Linked DNA regions of Mus musculus: region 2 is linked to region 1. Evidence: chromatin contacts called from public Hi-C data. All regions are on one chromosome and are shown on one strand. The core of a region is the stretch at or near the end of the contact, and the rest is flanking DNA. Distances in the headings are between cores, read along the strand shown. Region 1 overlaps Tmem163 (transmembrane protein 163). Region 2 overlaps Tmem163 (transmembrane protein 163).

Evidence for each region. Hi-C and Micro-C count contacts between places; a contact is called where the count stands out from the background.
Region 2: a contact with region 1 is called in a Hi-C map of centroblasts, with 2.2 times the contacts expected there. The contact joins two enhancer-like sites. A contact is called at or near these places in 12 of 484 Hi-C or Micro-C datasets (B cells, CD4 T cells, the CH12 cell line and 7 more), 5 of 115 datasets of contacts at active chromatin or transcription factors (effector CD8 T cells, embryonic stem cells, extraembryonic endoderm stem cells and 1 more) and 2 of 9 other capture datasets (adipose tissue and pancreatic islet).

The regions. Positions count from the first base shown.
Region 1 is chr1:127,496,871-127,501,772 of GRCm38.p6, forward strand. Tmem163 (transmembrane protein 163) reads right to left here. Exons shown (of 8, transcript NM_028135.2): 6 at 3,314-3,425. Among named protein-coding and RNA genes, the nearest start is that of Gm41947, 20 kb to the left of the region's middle. Within about 2 kb of position 3,566, at least 20 of the 459 cell types and tissues checked have an H3K27ac peak or open chromatin away from gene starts, as enhancers often do. A contact at or near this core is called in B cells, centroblasts and centrocytes, where this site is marked.
Region 2 is chr1:127,574,556-127,579,242 of GRCm38.p6, forward strand. The region is part of intron 2 of Tmem163 (transmembrane protein 163); the gene reads right to left. Among named protein-coding and RNA genes, the nearest start is that of Gm41947, 97 kb to the left of the region's middle. Within about 2 kb of position 2,831, at least 28 of the 459 cell types and tissues checked have an H3K27ac peak or open chromatin away from gene starts, as enhancers often do. A contact at or near this core is called in B cells, centroblasts and centrocytes, where this site is marked.

The DNA of each region.
Region 1 (4,902 bases), core at 2,316-4,815:
GGCAGAAGTTCCCCCATGTAGCCACTAGATGTCGATATAGTTCCACTGAACCAGCCCTCAGTCGGTCAGCACCACGGACAGCCCTGTTCTGCTGGCCAACTCACCTCCTTAGCCTAACCCTTCCGGAGGTGACCTTGGCTTCCCTTGCCTTTGCCTGGCTCCTGATGGGCTTCTCTTTCACGAAAGCAGGGACCAGGGACTAATTCCAATCTCCCCTCCCACTTCCTTCAGTGTAGTGCCTGTGTGTGTGTGTGTGTGTGTGTGTGTGTGTGTGTGTGTGTGTGTCCCCACATGCACATCAGACAGACACAGAAAGACATAGAGAGGTGGAGAAACAGAAAGACAGAGAAAGAAAAAGGCAGAGTCAATCAGGCAGAGACAGAATAAAGGCCACCCTCACCTGCCATTGGTATATCACAGTCTACCTTGTTTTTTCAAGTCCAGCCACTGAACCTGAAGCTGGGTGGCCTGAAGCCAGCGACCTCTGCCAGGACTGGAATCACGGGGATACAACACTACTATGCCAAGGGTTTCTTCCAGTTGACTTCGGGAGATGAAACTCGGGTCCTGAAGGGGCTGGAGCCCCATTACACACACACTAGTCTCTAGCAGTCACTTACAGATGCAGGCTGTGCCCTCCCTTCTAACCTAGGGCTGCTCTGAGAAGTAAATCCCGCAGTTGCTTTGACAGCACAGAATGGCTGAATCTGTGTGAACTGGAGATACCACTGGCTTGACTGTAAGGTCTATATTGAAATCTGTGTGATTCGTGCCATTAAATGCATGTAGAACATTCTGAGAAGGCTTTTCACAGAGGTGTTGGGTGCAAATGAGAGCCCCATCAGAGGGTTCCCTGGTTCCTCCAATCTGTCAGCCTTTATTTGAAATTTCACCAGGGACACCTCTCACATACTTTTGACTTACTTTTTCTAGTCACTTGTTGCTCAGGACTTTACCCTTGTCGCCCAGGCTGTCCTCACACTCACCCAGGATGACCTTGAACTCATCCTTCTGCACTCTTCCAAAGCGCTGGGATTCTAGGTGTACAACACCCCCCCCATGCCTGATATTCTAGGTACCCAGATCTTCACTCATTTAGGCAAGTGCTCTACCAACAGAGCTACATTCCTGGCCCCATCCTGAGGGCACGCTTGTATATTTGCTGAATATCTAGAGAAATAAGCCAACTGGACCAAGACCAATTAAGCATCATGAAGATGCTTGTCAACCCTCCGTGACACCACCATCCACCAGTTGCTATCCCTCTTCCCTGAAGACCTGCTTCTTGGATGTAAAGACACCAACTCTACACACACACACACACACACACACAGGACCTGAGTAGCCAAACCAGTCCAGGATGCATCAACCCCATGGGAACAGGTAAGGGAATGTTGAGCTTATAGTCTAAGAGGTCTCTATGGGGACATTGCTTCCTCTCTCTTTGGGGAGCAAAGGTTCTTGGCTCTGCCTCAGCAGAGGAACAGCTTCAGGGCATGCATCAAAAAGAAGCAAGACAAATGGAGAGAAGATTTGGATGGGGTGAGAAGAGAGCCCCTCCCCCAGGCATCTGGATAAAGCTGTGCTTTTCACCCTTCCTAATCCTGCAACCCTTTGACACAGTTCCTCATGTTGTGGTGACCCCCCCCCACACACACACACCCAACCATAAAATTATTTCTGCTGCTACTTCATAACTGTCATTTTATTACTGTTATGTACCATAATGTAAGTATTTTATATGCAAGATAGCTGATATGTGACCCCCCCTGTGGAGTCATGACTAAACTGGACTAAAGCCTCTCACCAGTACAGAGAAGCAAGACTCTCAGTATCATTAGCAAGAGCTTAAGGCTTCTCTCTCCATTCTTAGCCACGAGGCTGGAATTTTCTAGGTATCTCACCAGACACCCCATTATCAGGGAAAGGACATATGCAACACACTCATCACAGTGGTGGGGGAGGGGTGAGAAGTGCAGTGAAGCCCAGACGCAGATCTGAGTATCGAATATCTCTGAGGCTAAGGGGAAAGCACTCCCACTGGCACCAAGCACCTCCGTCCAGGGAGATGAGGTCATGCTCTGTGACAGTCCTCGTCAAATTGACACCGTCTAGCACCATTGGACAAGGAAGTCTCAATGAGGGATGGTCTAGATCAGGTTGCCCTGTGGGTTTGTGGAGAATCGTGCCTATTGACTTGATTCTTGCAGGAAGAATGCCTAAAAGGGAGTGGCCCCGCTCCTTGGATTCGGACACTCAGCTGCAGAGAGTAGAGAAAGCTAGCCGGCATCTAATGAGCAAGCATGCGTTCATTCTCTCTGCCCTTGACTATGCTTGTATTGTGATAAGCTGCTACAAATTCCTGCCTTGACTTCCCTGAGACGATGCTGGAAGTCTAAGCCCAAATAACCTTTCTCCCCTAAGTTGGCTTTTGTCTGGATATTTTACCATAGCCACAGTCTTCATGATCATGGGCGGGTCTGGGGGACACCACAGGCAGGCTTCAGGCTTTCTCACAGCAGAGGTGGGGACAGCAGAAGGTGGTTTTGACTACCCTGTGACTCCTCCAGGCACCCCGGGGGTGAAAACAGGATGAGGGAGGCACAGAACCTGTAGCTTAGAGACACCAAGGCCCCACCAGGCTCTGTGCTCATTTGATTTAAGAACCTGGGCCACAGCTATGTCCCCAAGAGAAAGATGTCTCAACCTCCAATCCATTTGACTGATGTTTGGTTTGGTTTTTGAGGCAGGATCTCATGTAGCCTATGCAGGCCTGGAACTTACTAAGAAGCCAAGGATAACCTTGAATTTATGGTCCCCCTGCCTCCACCTCTCTAATGCTGCGACGATAGACAGGTGTGCACCACTACACCCAGATGATGCCCTACTGAGGCTCAACCCCCAAGCCTTGTACATGCCGGGCAAGCACTCTATAAACTCTTTAAACTATAGCTCCATCTCTTTCCTTCATAAAATAAAAGACCAGGTATGGTGGCACACTCCTGTAATCCCAACACACATGAGTGTAAAACAGGAGGAAAGAAAGTGTAGGGTCAGCCTGAGCTACATGACCCTGTCTTAGGAAACCAAAAGGAACCTAGCCATTTCTGCTCTATTTTATGTCATTTGACTCAGGGTGGTAGACACTAGCTCCAAGTTTCATGAAGTAGGCAGTTTGGGGAATAGGGATGGGGTGAATGGGTCCCCTCATCATTGAATTCATCTGCAAGACCTCAGCATCTAACAGCATCCAGGCAGGACCTTTCTTGTCTCCGAGCTCAGCCATCAGACAGTGTATGCCCGCACCACTCACCGTCTGTGATGAGAGCCCTGCTTGTCAGGACCTTCCCCAGCATAAACTTCAGCACAGCCAGTACGCTGCAAAGGATCCCGCTTAGAATGGAGACGCTGAACAGGAAATCATCCTAGGAGAGAGCAGTCCAGATTTTGACATGTTATCTCTTGCTGGAACAATCATCTCAAGACCCCTTGTCACAGCTGCCTGCTTTGTGCCAGGAGCAGGTAGCCAGTCAGGCAAGCTACCACCAGGTGGCGGTATACCGCCAGTGTTCGCCTGTGTGACTGGCGTTGAGACGATGATTAAAAGCAGCCAGACTAATATTTACAAAGCCATTATGTATTCCCTCTCTTCTTACTATTCTGCTAAAACACACAGCAATCATTGATTGTCAACAGGGTTGATGATAATGCCAAGAACAATGGCTAAGCAATATTCTACTGATAATTCACAAAGCATCCAATTGAGAGTTTTAGAGCCACATCACGGCCCAAGAATCCTTTCTCACTGGATTAGCCACAGAATCACTTACGGCTAGAGATACTTAAAACACAGTGTGTTTTTTTTTTTTTCGTTCACACAATTGAGATTTCAAAGATAGTCTTCAAGGTAAGAAAAAGTGGTGCCTAAAAATAGTCCACTGTTGACGTGATGTTAGCACTGCCCGTAGGTGCTGCGTTAACGTTTGCAAGCAAATGGGTGAGTCACTTGTGCGAAGCTGGAGTCTTCACTGCTATCTCTCGACAGCAGGCCCCTTGAGACTTCCTTTGTGCGCCCACGCGCTGCCACGCGCTGCCACGCGCTGCTCCCCTGAGACCCAGCCACCAGGTTCTCCCGAATTAAAATGCACCTGCCAGCAGAAATCCAACACGGTAGCAGATATCCACGGAGAAATAGGATCTTCCTAAAGCATTTTATTAATAAATTTGCTATCCCAGTGACAGACGCAGGGACAAAGGAGACAGCTTGGTTTGCCAGGCCTAAAACTTAACTAAATCATTTAGAAAATCACCTCTCCAGGCTTGTGGTCTCTGTACAGTTTGAGCATCGCTCACAAGACACCCACCAATGGCAGGGGGCAGCTCTGCCGGCATGTGCTCACAAATTCTCATCCACTCTTTCATCTAGGAAGGTCAATCAGCCCCAGGTCACCAGCTCTCCTTGAACTTGAGCTGAACCTAGAGCATCTAAACTGCAGATATAACAGGAAAAGGGAGACTGAGGCAGCTGAGATTGTTCAAGGTGACAGTGCTTGCTGCTAGGCCGGCTGATGCGAGATCAATCCCTGGGACTCACATGGTGAAGGAGGGAACTCACTACCCTGAGCTGTCCTTGACCCTCCAACCATGCTGTGGCAAGTGTACATGCATCCTGGAATGTGAGTGCGTCATACACACACATAGACACACATAGACACACACCCTCACACACATAAGCATACACACTAAAATTAAAATCTAATTTAAAAAATTAAAGAAATGGGGAAATGGTAACATTAAATGGTTTAAACCCACCAAACACCATCTATTCAAGTTAACAAAAGTTAACATCACCACCATAAGCTATGCCAATGCCATATGTCCTGTAAGGGGCTGGGGCTGTGT
Region 2 (4,687 bases), core at 1,581-4,080, 77 kb after region 1:
ATGGATGAATGGATGGATGGATGAATGGATGGGTGGATAGATGGATGAACAGATGAGAACTAAAAGTCAAAATGAAATTCAGAGCTGATGATGTATTCCAGAGATTTGTGCCTACCATGCATAAAGCCCTAGGTTCAATCCCAATCACTGCATAAACTGGCTATAATGGTGAACAACTTTCATTCCAGCACTCAGGAAGGAGAGATGGGAGAATCAGCAATTCAAGGTTATACTTGACTACATATTGAGTTTGAGTTCAGTCCAGGATACATGAGCCTTACCCCCACAACCACCAAAAAGTAATGAGGTACACTTGAACAAGACAGGTCTTTCTGAAGGACTTGATCCAGGAACATCACCAGGCCATGGGGATTCTGGGATTCATCCACACAGAAGTAAGACTGGAGTGTGGGATTTTTCTCCAGTGAGAGAAGATGAGGACAGTTACAGGTATGGATCTGAGTTCCGAGAACATCTGCTGAGATTTCCAGGTGCATGTGTCCTGGAGCAAAGAATTGGAACAGGGACATATAGAACATGGTAAGGCTAGACTATTGATTAAGTAAGAGAAAGACACTCTCACAAATGGGTGTGGACTAGAGAGTGGAGAGAAGTTAGAAGCTCTAAAAATCATCCAGCCACAAGAACACTTAGCATGTATGTATTGTATCCAATGTTATTCTCTGACCTCCATATGACATGGTACTTGTGTAACACAAATACACACACACACACACACACACACACACACACACACACACACACACGAGCACACACACATTTTAAAATGAGAAAAAGAAAAGGGATATTACTAGTCAGGTAGTGGGTGGGGCCCAGGGAGTACAAAGGCAGACTAGAGAGGCTATGAGGATTTTGAAAACTGACCGAGATTCTAAGAAGATGAAGTCACAGACTGTGACCTGCCCAGGAAATTCTACAAAGTGACTATAATCACCATGAAAGCCTTTGCTGCGGTATTTCTCATTAACCCCTAAACTAGGAAAGAAGCCACACCAGCTAGCCCGTTGTAGCTACCTCTGGAAGGAAGCTGGGCCGGGAATTACATGGGCCTAATTTTAGCTTGCAAAATAAGCTCCAACATAAAAAGAGTCACTAAGAAGTGGCAGTAAGAATCTGAACCTTTTGCAAATGGCCCGGCAGGACTCCTTACCCACCAGCAGAATGCCTCTCTCTGAGGCCAAGTTTTTCATTTTAGGAGACAAAAGTCTCCCACACAAAAAGGAGCCAGCAGGAGAGAGAGATAATGGCCGGGCCCCTCCTGGGGCTCCAGGCTGACAAGACTAAGGGTTTTGAGTCCAGCAGGGGTCATACCTTTCTCAATAGCTAATGCATCTGAAAGTATTTTCAAGTCTAAACAGAAAGGGCAGGGCTGGACTGCAGCCCCGGGCTCCATCCCTAGCTCTGTATGAGAAGAGTGTGCCCTATAGTGTATGTGACTGCAACCCCAGCGCTCATGTGCCATAGACCCAGAACTCAGGAAGAAGGAGGGCTGGTGAGGGTTTTGAATGGGGGTACTGTTAAATAAGGACACTAAGATGGGCTGCCGAGGGTGTGGAGTTTATTTAAAAAGCTGTTAAGGCTGTGAACCAACAGATAGACAATAGCATAGCTGGGGCTCTGAGGAAAGTCCAGGCCCCAGCACCAAAGACTGACCCCATGGCAGGAGCACTGACCAGAAGAATCTGGGCCCATGTTGCAGAAGGGGGCAGGGGATCTCTTCGAGCTCTCTGAAGGAGGAGGTTGTTCACAGCACAAGCCTGTCCCCAGACTGATTTCCCATAGGCCTGGGGAAGGGGACGGGTGTGGAGCAGGACAGTGGCCATGGGTGAGCTTGCTAGCCATGGGGAGGAATCCTGGCGCCTGGCACCTGGATGAGAGAGGGTGTGGTAACCTCTCAGCAGCAGGGTGACTGCAGGCAGTGTGGTCTGAGTAACTGTCTGAACTCTCTCTCTCTCTCTCTCTCTCTCTCTCTCCCTCGCTCTCGCTCTCTCACTCTCCCCCCCCCCCTCTCCCTCGCGCTCTCTCTCTTTCTCTGTTCCTTCCTTCCTTTGTTTTCTTGTCTTTTCTTTTCTTGGTTCTTTTGTTGTTGTTGTTATTTTGTCTCTTTCCTCACACCCCTGATCCCCAGCCTGGAGCTGAGGACCCAACCCAGGGCTTTGCACTTGCTGAACAAGCAAGCACTCTGCCACCGAGCTAAATCCCCAACCCCTGGTCTCTGAACTTTACAACCGGAAGTTTGCTGGAGTCAGCCTGGACTATGATAGGCCTACACTGCGACAAGGGGTCCTATTTCAATCCGAACAAAACAAAAGCAGAAAGAATTACTGTCACTAGGTCTCCCATTCAGGGAGAAAAGGACTATTTTGCTTATGCTTGGAACCTCGCGGCACTGCCATCAAGCCTCTAGATCCAGAACAGGAACTCGTATCATCACCCTTACCCCTCAGCCCCAGCTCGCTGTCAGTGTCAACGATAAAGCCTCGCCATCGCATCCGCTGTTGAGTTTTGTGCGTCAAACATGGTGTGCAGCCATTTGGAAGAGATTGATTTGATAGAGAATTGCAAAAGGCAACAGACAACACCTCCCCAAGGCACCGAGGCGCCATTAATACGGAAAACACCAGGCACATCTCAAGTAGTGCTGGCACTCAGCTCTGATGACTCTCTTCCCAGCCTGTCACAGGGACCTGACCCACGGCTTAGACCCATGTAAGATGCCATGGCCTAATTGGATAAATGATGGTGCGTGGGTGGGTGTGCAGCCATGCATGTACATACACATAAAACAGTTTCTGTACAGCTCAGCCAAGTGGCACCGCCCCCATGCTCATAGAGAGGGAGGGTGGAGATTGCTCTGTACACTGACAACCCAACCTATACTCCACATCCAAACCTCCTCTACTGTAGAGATGCAAAAGTCCACGGCTGGCGCACCCAGTGTTTTTTTATTTGCTTGTTTTTGAGACAGGGTCTCTTGTAGCCCAGACAGGTCTTGAACTCACTACGTGGCAGAGAACAACTTGAACTCCTGATCCTTCTACCTCCATCTACTAGGTTCTGGTATTACAGGCCTGACCTTGTTGAAGATACTAACTCAAAAGCCAAAGGAATGTATATAAAATCTCTGTTGTCTTTGAAATCATTGGTTTACAGCCTGAGTTTTTCTCGATCGACAACACAGCCCTTGCACTAATGGAGTGTTTTCCTCTTTTATACAGCCAGAAAGAGCCCATTTGATGCTAAGCTGAGAGATCTAGGCAAAAAAAAAAAAAAAAAAAAAAAAAAAAAAGCAAGAAACAAATGAGAATTATTTCACCAAAGACCAATGATCAAAGCAGGGCACTGGGCCAGATCTGATATGTAAATGGATCTCAGCCCAAGGCCTCAGTCAGTAATGTACCCATCTCGTAGGGGAGAGGATTTGAGTTTGCATCCCAGAACCCACTTTAAAGCAGTGAACGTGGTGGGCATCATGATCCCAGGGCTGGGAAGGTAGAGGCAGGAGGATCCCTGGTGCCTGCTGGCCAGCCACCCTAGCCTACTTAGAGAGTTCCAGGCCAGTGACCCTAAACTGACAAAGCAGAAGTAATTTATACCTGTGCGGTAACACGGCAAGAGGAGTTCTCTTACACTGAGAGGATGTGTTTTGGGGGCACTTCAAATGCATGCTGTCTCTCACCTCAGTGACTTTGGTAGCAAGGGAAACAAAGGTGAAGAGAGTTTGAATTCATTAGAGGTTGAAGATTAATTAGGTCATCTCAGCCCCACGAGTCACAGCCATCAATTTAAGAGACACAACACCATACACTGGGTTTTAATGAGTAGGGTTACAAAACTGTTTAAGAGCAAAAACTCAACTGCCAAGCCCTGTTAAGCAGGTTGATAGAAGATCGTCCCAGGGGCACTACGGAGAGTCTCTTAGCCAGAGAAGCATAAAATAAAATCCTTGACAGGTGTTTGCCACCAGAATATGCCATTGTATATGTGTGATAGAATCCATTCATTTGTGTATTGTGCAATGTGTGTTGGTAAGACAACAAAAAGTTAATGTGGTAGAGGCTAAGGATGTAGTTCTGTCAGTAGAGTGCTTAGGTAAAACACAGAAAGCCCTAGTTCCCATCCACAGCACCTCCTAAACCAGATGTGGTGGTATAAACCTGATGTGGAGGCTGGAAAGTCAAGGTCATCCTCTGATGGGTACCAAGGCCAACCTCCCCTATCTGAGGTCTTGTCTCATAGCGGGGTGGGGAAGGAGAAAGAGGGAGGCAGAGGAGAGGTGGGAGGAGGAATAAATAATTAATCAGTGCTTAATTAGACCAAAGACCAACATATGTGTCGGTCAAAATGGGGGCAAGGTGAGGATGGTATTTCCAGATTGAACCAGCCTTGACTAGAGCAACATTCCCCAGGAGGTATTAAGAAACCTCTGAGATGCCGCCAAGTTATCCAATTGTGAGATCCTGAAGTGAAGCCGGAAACATTGCCAATAATAAGCAGTGGTACAGTGAGAGCGGAGCCAGGCAGGAAGGTCGAGAGTAGCTGGAGTCTATCCCACCTCAGGCTGACCCTGACCTTACCTGGCTTCTTCCCTTCCCTTCCCTTCCCTTCCCTTCCCTTCCCTTCCCTTCCCTTCCCTTCCCTTCCCTTCCCTTCCCTTCCCTTCCCT